Regions from separate parts of the Zea mays genome. Here regions 1 and 2 are each linked to region 3. The links are chromatin contacts, called in public Hi-C maps. All regions are on one chromosome and are shown on one strand. Each heading gives the region's core, a stretch centred on a gene start, on an enhancer-like site or on the middle of the called end of the contact. The rest is flanking DNA. Distances are from core to core; before and after follow the strand shown. Region 1 has its middle 8.5 kb from the start of LOC100275748. Region 2 holds the start of LOC100216974. Region 3 holds the start of LOC100192627.

Region 1 (2,700 bases), core at 159-2,658, 330 kb before region 3:
AAAGAGGTAGAAACATATTACATTACTAAAATACAAGTTTTGAGTATAAGGTCAGGCGAGGTAATCCAAGGATTATCATAAGATACCAAGAAAAACAGAAACGGCGAGACAGAGCAGGGGAACCATCGGCTATGACACCCAATAGCGTTCTTATGAAGAAATCAACCCGGTGGTGGCAAAACATCCATCCAAGGAGATAACACGGTCATCCACTAATAACTGTAGCAAAATATCAACCAGAGGGCAGCTCTGCAGTCTGCACAACCCATGGAGATCAAAGCATCCGCCACATGATGACAGGAACACGATCTTGGTTGCAAAGCATCCACCCAGAGAAAAGACCAATGACGATCAAGTATCCATTAAAAGAGATATAGCCAGTAGACTCTAAATTTTACACTACAAAAATAGAATTTAAGGATCATATCATTAAGATCATACTCTATTTCTATTTATTTTTGAACTAAAATTAATTAAGAACCAAAATGAATCTTCTAACAACTCAAATGGATATTGAAGAAATATTTCAATCATGATTCACTATCACCCCTAGTTGTAGGAGCGGCAAAACATTCGCCACAAAAGTTAAAAGACAAACTATTTTTTCTCTTTCGCCTCCTTAGCTTCAATGCTGCATAATAAATTTTATTTACTTGGTGCTTTTGATTAATGTTGTGGAAACCATCTTACAGGGTATTTGGATCCCCAGACTAAAGTTTAGTTACTCCGGATTTTGGATGACAGTTAGGATGACTAAACATGTGCTAGTTACAAAACTAATTACATAAGCCATGGCTAATTCGCGATATGAATCTATTAAATCTAACTAATCCATGATTAGCCTATATTTTGCTAAAAAAATGTGCTACCAATTAATTAATTAGGCTTAATAGATTCTCCTCGTAAATTAGCCATGCAATTAGACTTATAGCTAGAGCATGTTTAGTCCTTCTAATTGGCATCTAAAACGCGCACCACCTTAGCCATCCTCCTACTAGGACTGCCATTTGTGCTTGTCACCTCCAAGTCTTGACTTCCAAGAGTCTGAAGTAATGGTGCATTAGCGTAGAACACGATCCAAGATGGGGGAAAGGCTGTGAACTGCAACTTTTAAGGTGGACAGGAGGTGATCATTGTGCTTTATCGGAGCACGTTGTCTCCGAACGGATGGATGCTCTTGGTCTTGGCTCTAGGCATTACTGGTAATCGCCGCAAGATCCAAGAACTCCGACCTTTCGCTATCCAGCCTCCAAAAGAGCCCAGCGCCTCGAGAGCGCATGCCCGCATGGAAGTGCTCGTGGCCGAGCGTGGCGAATTGGCGATGGCCGCCCCGGTGAGAGACCCTACCCAGAAGGTCCACTGCGCACGAAATGATCAGCTGCCGCACCTGGCCCCACTCCGCCAGCGTGAGGGAGACCGGAGCTTTGGGTTGGTTGGGCCGGACCGGGCCGGGGTCCGTTTCTTTTCCCGGACAAATATCCAAATGCCGATGTGGGACGAAGCAAGCATAGGCAAACCGATACAGAAATCGGCCCGTGAGGTTAAAAGAAGGGGGAAAAAAGGACAATCAGCCCATGGAGTCAGTGTTGCACGTTAGGAAATCAGCGCAAGGGCGCAAGCACACGAGACGAAAGGGTTAAGCTCGCTCTGTCTGTCGAGCGATCATCGTCATTGTCAGGCTTCTTATATGCACTAGTTACACATAGGGATGGGCGGATGGCAATGGGTCGGGTTCGGATCTGGTAGGAAAAATACTCACCCGCGATCATACCCGCGGAGATTACTCATGCCCGCCCGTAACTATACCCGCGGGTAAAATTTTATGCCCGTGCTCATACCCATCGGGTATCGGGCGGGTATCGGGTACCCGTCGGATATAAAAAGATTTGCTAACACTTATCATAACTGATAAAAAAATAATTATCAAAATAATCGCATGCACATGTTTCCTAAGAAGTTTGTCGTTAAACATGAATTCATGATTAAAATTTAGTTCCTCATGAATTTAGTACGTGGTGAGTCAAGTGGTGCGGTGGTGCCTATGTATCAATAACTGTATTAACTGCTATTATGCAGCAGCAACAGTGCTTCTTGTGCATGCTACACTTATGGGCCATTTCAGAGCTCTCCTCACTGCTCACTACTCACAATTGCGGATGAACTAGGCCAGTACCTGCGCCAAGGGACAACAGCCCAGCACTCAGTGTCGCCGTGGGCTAATGAGATAGGTCATTGGGCTGATTTTTTTGGTGGGCTAAAAAGTTGTATCACAAATTTCGGATATCCACCGGGTACCCGCGGGCAAGAGATAAAACCCGTACCCGACCCGATTTTATCACGGGTCGGATACGGATAAGACCCGCGGGTCAAATTACGTACCCGAATCCGAACCCGATGGGTCGGATATCCATCGGATATCCGAACCCGCGGGTAAAATTGCCATCCCTAGTTACACACCCGTGCGTTACAACGACATATCTCTACTACTAATTATGTTAGTAGTGTAGGCGTCCAACACCTCTTGGCGCACGATCTGCCGCCCACCGCATCCTGCAGCCGCCCCGCATATGCCCCAGACGCGCATCCCGCAGCCGCGCCGCATACGCCCGCGCATCCCGTAGCCGCGCCGCAGCCGCTCCTTCCATCCTCCACCCTCCTTCCATCCTTCCGTCATTTGAAGGTGGGAGATCTCTGGGCGAC
Region 2 (2,700 bases), core at 187-2,686, 360 kb after region 3:
TATAAAACTAAATTCATAGATAAGGACTAAAAGACGATAGAAATTTATTAAACCTAATTAAGTCGATATTTAATACTCATAATTGATATTCAAATATTTGATATGACACGAAGTCACAAACTAAACTTTGGTTACTTTAGTATTGAAATGGTTTGGAGGGATTGGAGAGTGTATAAATTCCTAATAAATCAAAAAACTATCACAATACATATCAATCCATTTCAATCCCTTTTATTACTAGATTACCTAAACCAAACACCGGCGCCACGCACGCGATGACGTGGTGAGGAATTTGCGCAGACGCACAGAGGCGAACAAAGGGGCTCCTCCTCAGTCAGGCCAGTGCAGCGCTGCCACGTCGGATTATGCACTAGGCAGTGCTTGTGCTGAGTCCCTTCGGTTGGTTTGACTACCAGCTTGGCAACAGTGACGCTTACGACTACCAGCTTGGCAACATCTATTGCATGCCTGTCTATTCAGAAAGCCACCCCTGTCTGTCTAAGGTGGGTTCTAACTTCTAACCAAGATTAAGATTATTCTGTAACTAATAGTATATCAGCCTGACCTAGTTCATACGTGAGGAGCCATTTCGGCCACCAACTCCTCCGCGTTGCTAATTCTGTACTACTCCTTAACACCACTTGCTCTCCAGTCTCCAGCACGCAACACACGGATGCGCACGCTCCGGAAAACATGCGACGCACAAGAATGCGCACGCGCCTTCTCTAAAATTGGCAACGTGTTCTCGAAAAACGGGCGGGGGCCCGAGCTCCTGCGCGTCGATCGTCGGAAACAAGAGCCCGTAAAACTGAAGGCGACGGACGTACGGCGGCGGCCCGTCTCCAGTTTGGAGACGAAGGTGAAATGGGGGCGGACAAGATGTTGCGGCCTGCGGAGATTTTCCTGGTGTGTGTGTGTGTGCACAACGACTCGAACACACGCACGCACGCACCAACGGAATCCTGAATTTCCTGATCCTGTTTACCCCCCGAGAAGGAAAAAAAAAGGATCCCGGTTCTCAACGATCAATCAAAGTAGACAAGCGGCCAAACGTATCGCATCGACGACGAATGAATGGGACGAACAACAGATAGAGGTAAGCCAGCGAGCGATCGGGGGTGGGGGGGAATCGTACGCACCTCTGGGCTCTGGAGGAACCTTTGTTTGTATATTATCTATATATCCTTGATTCTTCCCGGCGAGTCCTCGATGATGGATCGGATCTTCTGGGGAGGAGAGGAAGGAGAACGGGAGAGGCAGACGAGCCGTTCCTCGACTCGCTCCGACTCCGAGGAAGGGGGGTGGCGCGGGTTCTGCTAATTGATTGCCCGTGTGTGTTTGTGAATTGGATTGGAGGAGGAGATGCGTGAGGCCGAAGAAGTCTTCCAGAAAAATGAAAGGAAGGAGGGAGGGGTAGGTGGCGAACAGCTCAAACGCCCGCCGTCGCTCGCATGATCGCGCCGCGTCGCCTTCTCCCCCTCCTCTTGCCTCGCGCTCGCAGTGTAGGACGTGTGGTGTCCCACCCACGAGGCCACGAGGGCCACGGTATGATTCCATCCAGACCAGTGTACACAAGTCCCTAGTCCTACTCTCTGATACATGGGCCCTACCTGGACTGTGTGTGTTTGTGTATTCCCGGGATACGTACATTTATCGTCCGATATATGTAACCCCTACTTGATAATGATAATGATTATACGTATCGTACTCGTATCACTTGCACTTGGACACCTCGGCTGCCTCACCCCAAAGGCCCCAGCTGCTGTTTTAATTAGGGACGCGTACGCTGCTATCCAACCTTGCACTGCAGCCCGGCCCACCAATAGCATCCTGACAAGCGCGATGCACGAACACGGCGGGGTCCGTTCCAGCGATCCCGTCAAATGGAAAGGGAATGAAGGACTTCTCCTTCTGTTCGTACCTCGCAGTAACATCGCTGGATGAAAACGACTGATACTGAATTTTCTGCACGGTTGAACTGGAACAGAAACACGATTGGTGATCCGAAGGGGGCACACCGCACACAACCAGCTATCACTATCAGGCTTCAGTGGACCAGCGAGCATCAGCTGAGGACTGACCACCACCCTTGGGCCTAGGCTAAAGATATACTAGTAGCTGTATAAGAAAAACGATTTTGAACCTGCTGCCGAGTCTCGTAAAATGAAATGTAACAGCGCAATTGGTCAGCCGGACACTGGAACCAGTACCAAACATTTTGGAATCATGCAGAATTCTTCGCCGGATTGATAGGCTGACCACCATTATTTCCTCACAAACGAGGACATGCCCGTTTGGCAGCCTAACAGCAAGGACAGCAAATGTTTCCAACACGCAAGCCGAACCTACATCCCCTCCAATATGTCTCCATCCGACACCCTCAATCAAAAATTCGAAAAGTTCTCCCTCCGTCGCCAATTAAAATTCGTTTTAAATAATTAATAGATTCGTAATACAATTAATAGATTCATAATACAACTAATAGCTCCATAATGCTTGATTTATATATTTTATATATTTCTACATTCATCATCATCTATTTGAGTATAGACATAAACATCAAGAGCTAAAATAAATCATATTTTAGGACGGAGAGAGTAAAAATTATGGATTTCACATCAATGCAGGTAGTATCAAGAATAATGGTTTGGCACAATCATCATATGGCAAAATAACAAAGTTGTAAGCGCCACCGAGCCA
Region 3 (2,700 bases), core at 154-2,653:
CGTTCTACCAATCACATCATTACGATGTAGAAACAAAAGGATTCATCGAGATTCACTTCCTCGAGGATAAGCTCCAACAGATTTGCTGACTAATTTGTCAGCGCTCACCTCCGGTTCTGGAACCAGACTTTAATCTGCTTGGCCTCGATGTTTGAGAGGATGGGGCACTCGCGTAGCAGCTGCTGCCTGCGCGCGGAGCTGGGCTTGGGGCACTCGGCGTACACCCGCTCCAGCGCCTCCACCTGCTCCGGCGTGTACCGCACGTACTTGCCCGTGTCCATCCCGCTCTTCTCGTACCCGCCGCCGCCATCGCTGCTCCCGCTCCGCATCGCTACGGCTGCTGCCATCGTTGCACGGCCACCGACCAGCACCGAAAGCAAAACTCCACCACGCACCCGTCCTCTCCGCCTCCGACCACCACTTCCCCTTTGTCAAACACTCAAACGGACCCTTCTCACGCCGTCGCTACCTGCAATTCCACCTTCTCACACACCGATCAAAACCTGCGAGATTCCAACGAAATCGGTGTTAGCAAAGATTTAATAACCTGAAAAAACGAAGTGCCGTCTCTATCCATCAGGCAAAGAAACGTAGAAAAGCACGCAAAGGAGTCAGCTTTTGGCTTGAAACCGAGGAGAGAAAAGGGGCGGCCACTGCAGAAGCAGAACACGCAAATGCGGCCGATTAGCCGCGTCGGGGACAGGGGATCGGGAAAACGACGCTGGAACCGCACGATTCCGCAACGCAAGACGAGATTGCAGGCCACAAAATCCAACGCGCAAGATGAGCGGCAGTTCAAATCCGCAATTTTTATCCCACACACACACTTCCCACGCAAAAGCAGATAAAAGCTCAACCAGAAGATCGCTTGACAGAGTCGAAAGAAATCCCAAAAAAATCGCAAGAACACGCAATGGCTCGCCGCAGAGGTACGCGAAACGGGGGCTCTGAGGAATGACGCGTTCACCTGTTCAGCTTTCCGCGCGCGCGCACCAGCAGCCAAGAGACGCACGGGCACCGTCGCCAGCTGCTGACCGGCATCACAGCGTACCACCGCGTCCGCGCAAACCGCCCCCCGCGACGGTGCACGGAGCCTCGGCCATCGACTGCAAAACACGCGCGCACCCGCCCAGCGACGCCTCCCAGAACCAGCAGTGCTGGCTAGCCCGCCCGGTTGCCGGATAATGTCGAAACAGAAGGAGACGACAGACGAGGAACCCAGCGGGTTCAGGAGGAGCCGACTAGGAGGAGGGGAGGCAGGAGGCAGGAGCCGAGTCGCCGAGAGCGGCAAAAGGCGACAGCTTTAAAGACGAGCGAGCGAGAAGCAGCAAGAGGAGACAGAAGAGTGGCAGCAAGCACTGCAGCGAGCTGCTCCTAGCTAGCAGCCTAGCACGTCTACTGTGAGGGCGCACGAGAAGAACTGCAGAAGAGGTGGAAAAAGCTGAAGAGGGAGGAGAGCGGAAGGCCACGTCCACGAGAACAGCTGGACTCGGTGCACGTAGCCCCTGAAGCTGGCGGTGGGGTCCGCGGACAGAAGTAGCGGCCGCATCGCGGACCACTGTTCCACGGAAAAGACGTCATTATTTTGTCCGTGACATTGCAATGTCGCGTGACCCTGACCTCTGTTTGAGTTATGACAACGAAATTGCAGTGAGGCAGTGACCAAACAAACGGTTTATTATTTATGTGAAAACCAGCAGGAGAAAAATCCTACATTGCGAATGTAGGTATTATAGATGTGATTCATAATTTAGACCGACCCAACGGCGTTATGCATCACGCGATGCACACAGGTAATAAGGATGCGTTTGTTCGAGATCAAACTAAAATGAGGCGGGGTGACATTGTCCCCTTTATTTTTTAATCACGCCGCCATCAAAAATTGTTCCCGTGTTTACCTTGCTCTTGCGTAACTCGCATCCAAACACTAGAAAATATGGTCGTCCTCTTTTATCCCTTCTTGTACGTCCAACCAAACACACCCTAAGCAGGGCCGGACCTGGGGGTGGTCGAGCCGGGCGGCCGCCCAGGGCCCCCAAAATGTTGGGCCCCCCACTAAGTATATATTTAAGTACAGTGTTTGGTGATTAAATCAGACTAAACAAACAACATTCGCTTTGTTAGTTGATCGATCAAAATATCTAAGCCAAGCTATGATCACGTTCACGTCTCTACTATATTTAAACACCATTTTTCTAGTTCCATGATTTCCACTGTCATTGTGCATTCTATATTTAAATGAAAAATGCTAACATTATGTACAATAAGGATTCAAACCATAATTGTTGGCTTTAAACCAACATTTACACTCACTTAGCCAATAGAACACACATGTCTTTATGTTTTATATTATATACTTAATCGTAAATAGAAAACGTAGCAATGTACGAACACTTTACTAGTATACGGTATACGTCATTTCCTATTTCCAAAGTGCCCTAATTCTTGCCAAGTAATTACGGTTATATAAGAGACAAGCTACGATTACGTCCACATATATGGTTATATCATATCATCAAGATTGAAATAGTATATGTCGATATTAATAACATACTCAATGTCTCTGTATTAAAGAGTGTTCGAAGAAACTTTATAAGATAATCCAATGTGCCAAGTAAGTTTTTATTAATTTAGTTAATATAATTTTTGAACCTTTCAACATATATGTTTATAATTATATATATGCATATATAGATATTA

The links. A called contact is a pair of places that touch in the nucleus more often than the background predicts.
Region 1: a contact with region 3 is called in a Hi-C map of leaf, with 5 times the contacts expected there. The contact joins the enhancer-like site here to the promoter of LOC100192627 in region 3. A contact is called at or near these places in 9 of 25 Hi-C or Micro-C datasets (bundle sheath, ear, endosperm and 4 more).
Region 2: a contact with region 3 is called in a Hi-C map of ear, with 2.6 times the contacts expected there. The contact joins the promoter of LOC100216974 here to the promoter of LOC100192627 in region 3. A contact is called at or near these places in 6 of 25 Hi-C or Micro-C datasets (ear, leaf, leaf mesophyll and 1 more).

Annotation. Positions count from the first base shown.
Region 1 is chr1:235,871,738-235,874,437 of Zm-B73-REFERENCE-NAM-5.0, forward strand. No RefSeq gene overlaps it. Among protein-coding and RNA genes, the nearest start is that of LOC100275748, 8.5 kb to the left of the region's middle. Within about 2 kb of position 1,409, at least 18 of the 20 cell types and tissues checked have an H3K27ac peak or open chromatin away from gene starts, as enhancers often do. A contact at or near this core is called in bundle sheath, ear, endosperm and 4 more, where this site is marked.
Region 2 is chr1:236,554,598-236,557,297 of Zm-B73-REFERENCE-NAM-5.0, forward strand. It overlaps LOC100216974, which reads right to left and starts at 1,437. Exons shown (of 8, transcript NM_001317379.1): 1 at 1,140-1,437. LOC100286228 (mitochondrial import inner membrane translocase subunit TIM16) reads right to left here. Exons shown (of 4, transcript NM_001159116.2): 4 at 2,635-2,700.
Region 3 is chr1:236,197,266-236,199,965 of Zm-B73-REFERENCE-NAM-5.0, forward strand. LOC100192627 reads right to left here and starts at 1,404. Exons shown (of 19, transcript NM_001329573.1): 1 at 968-1,404; 2 at 109-503. The coding sequence starts at 347.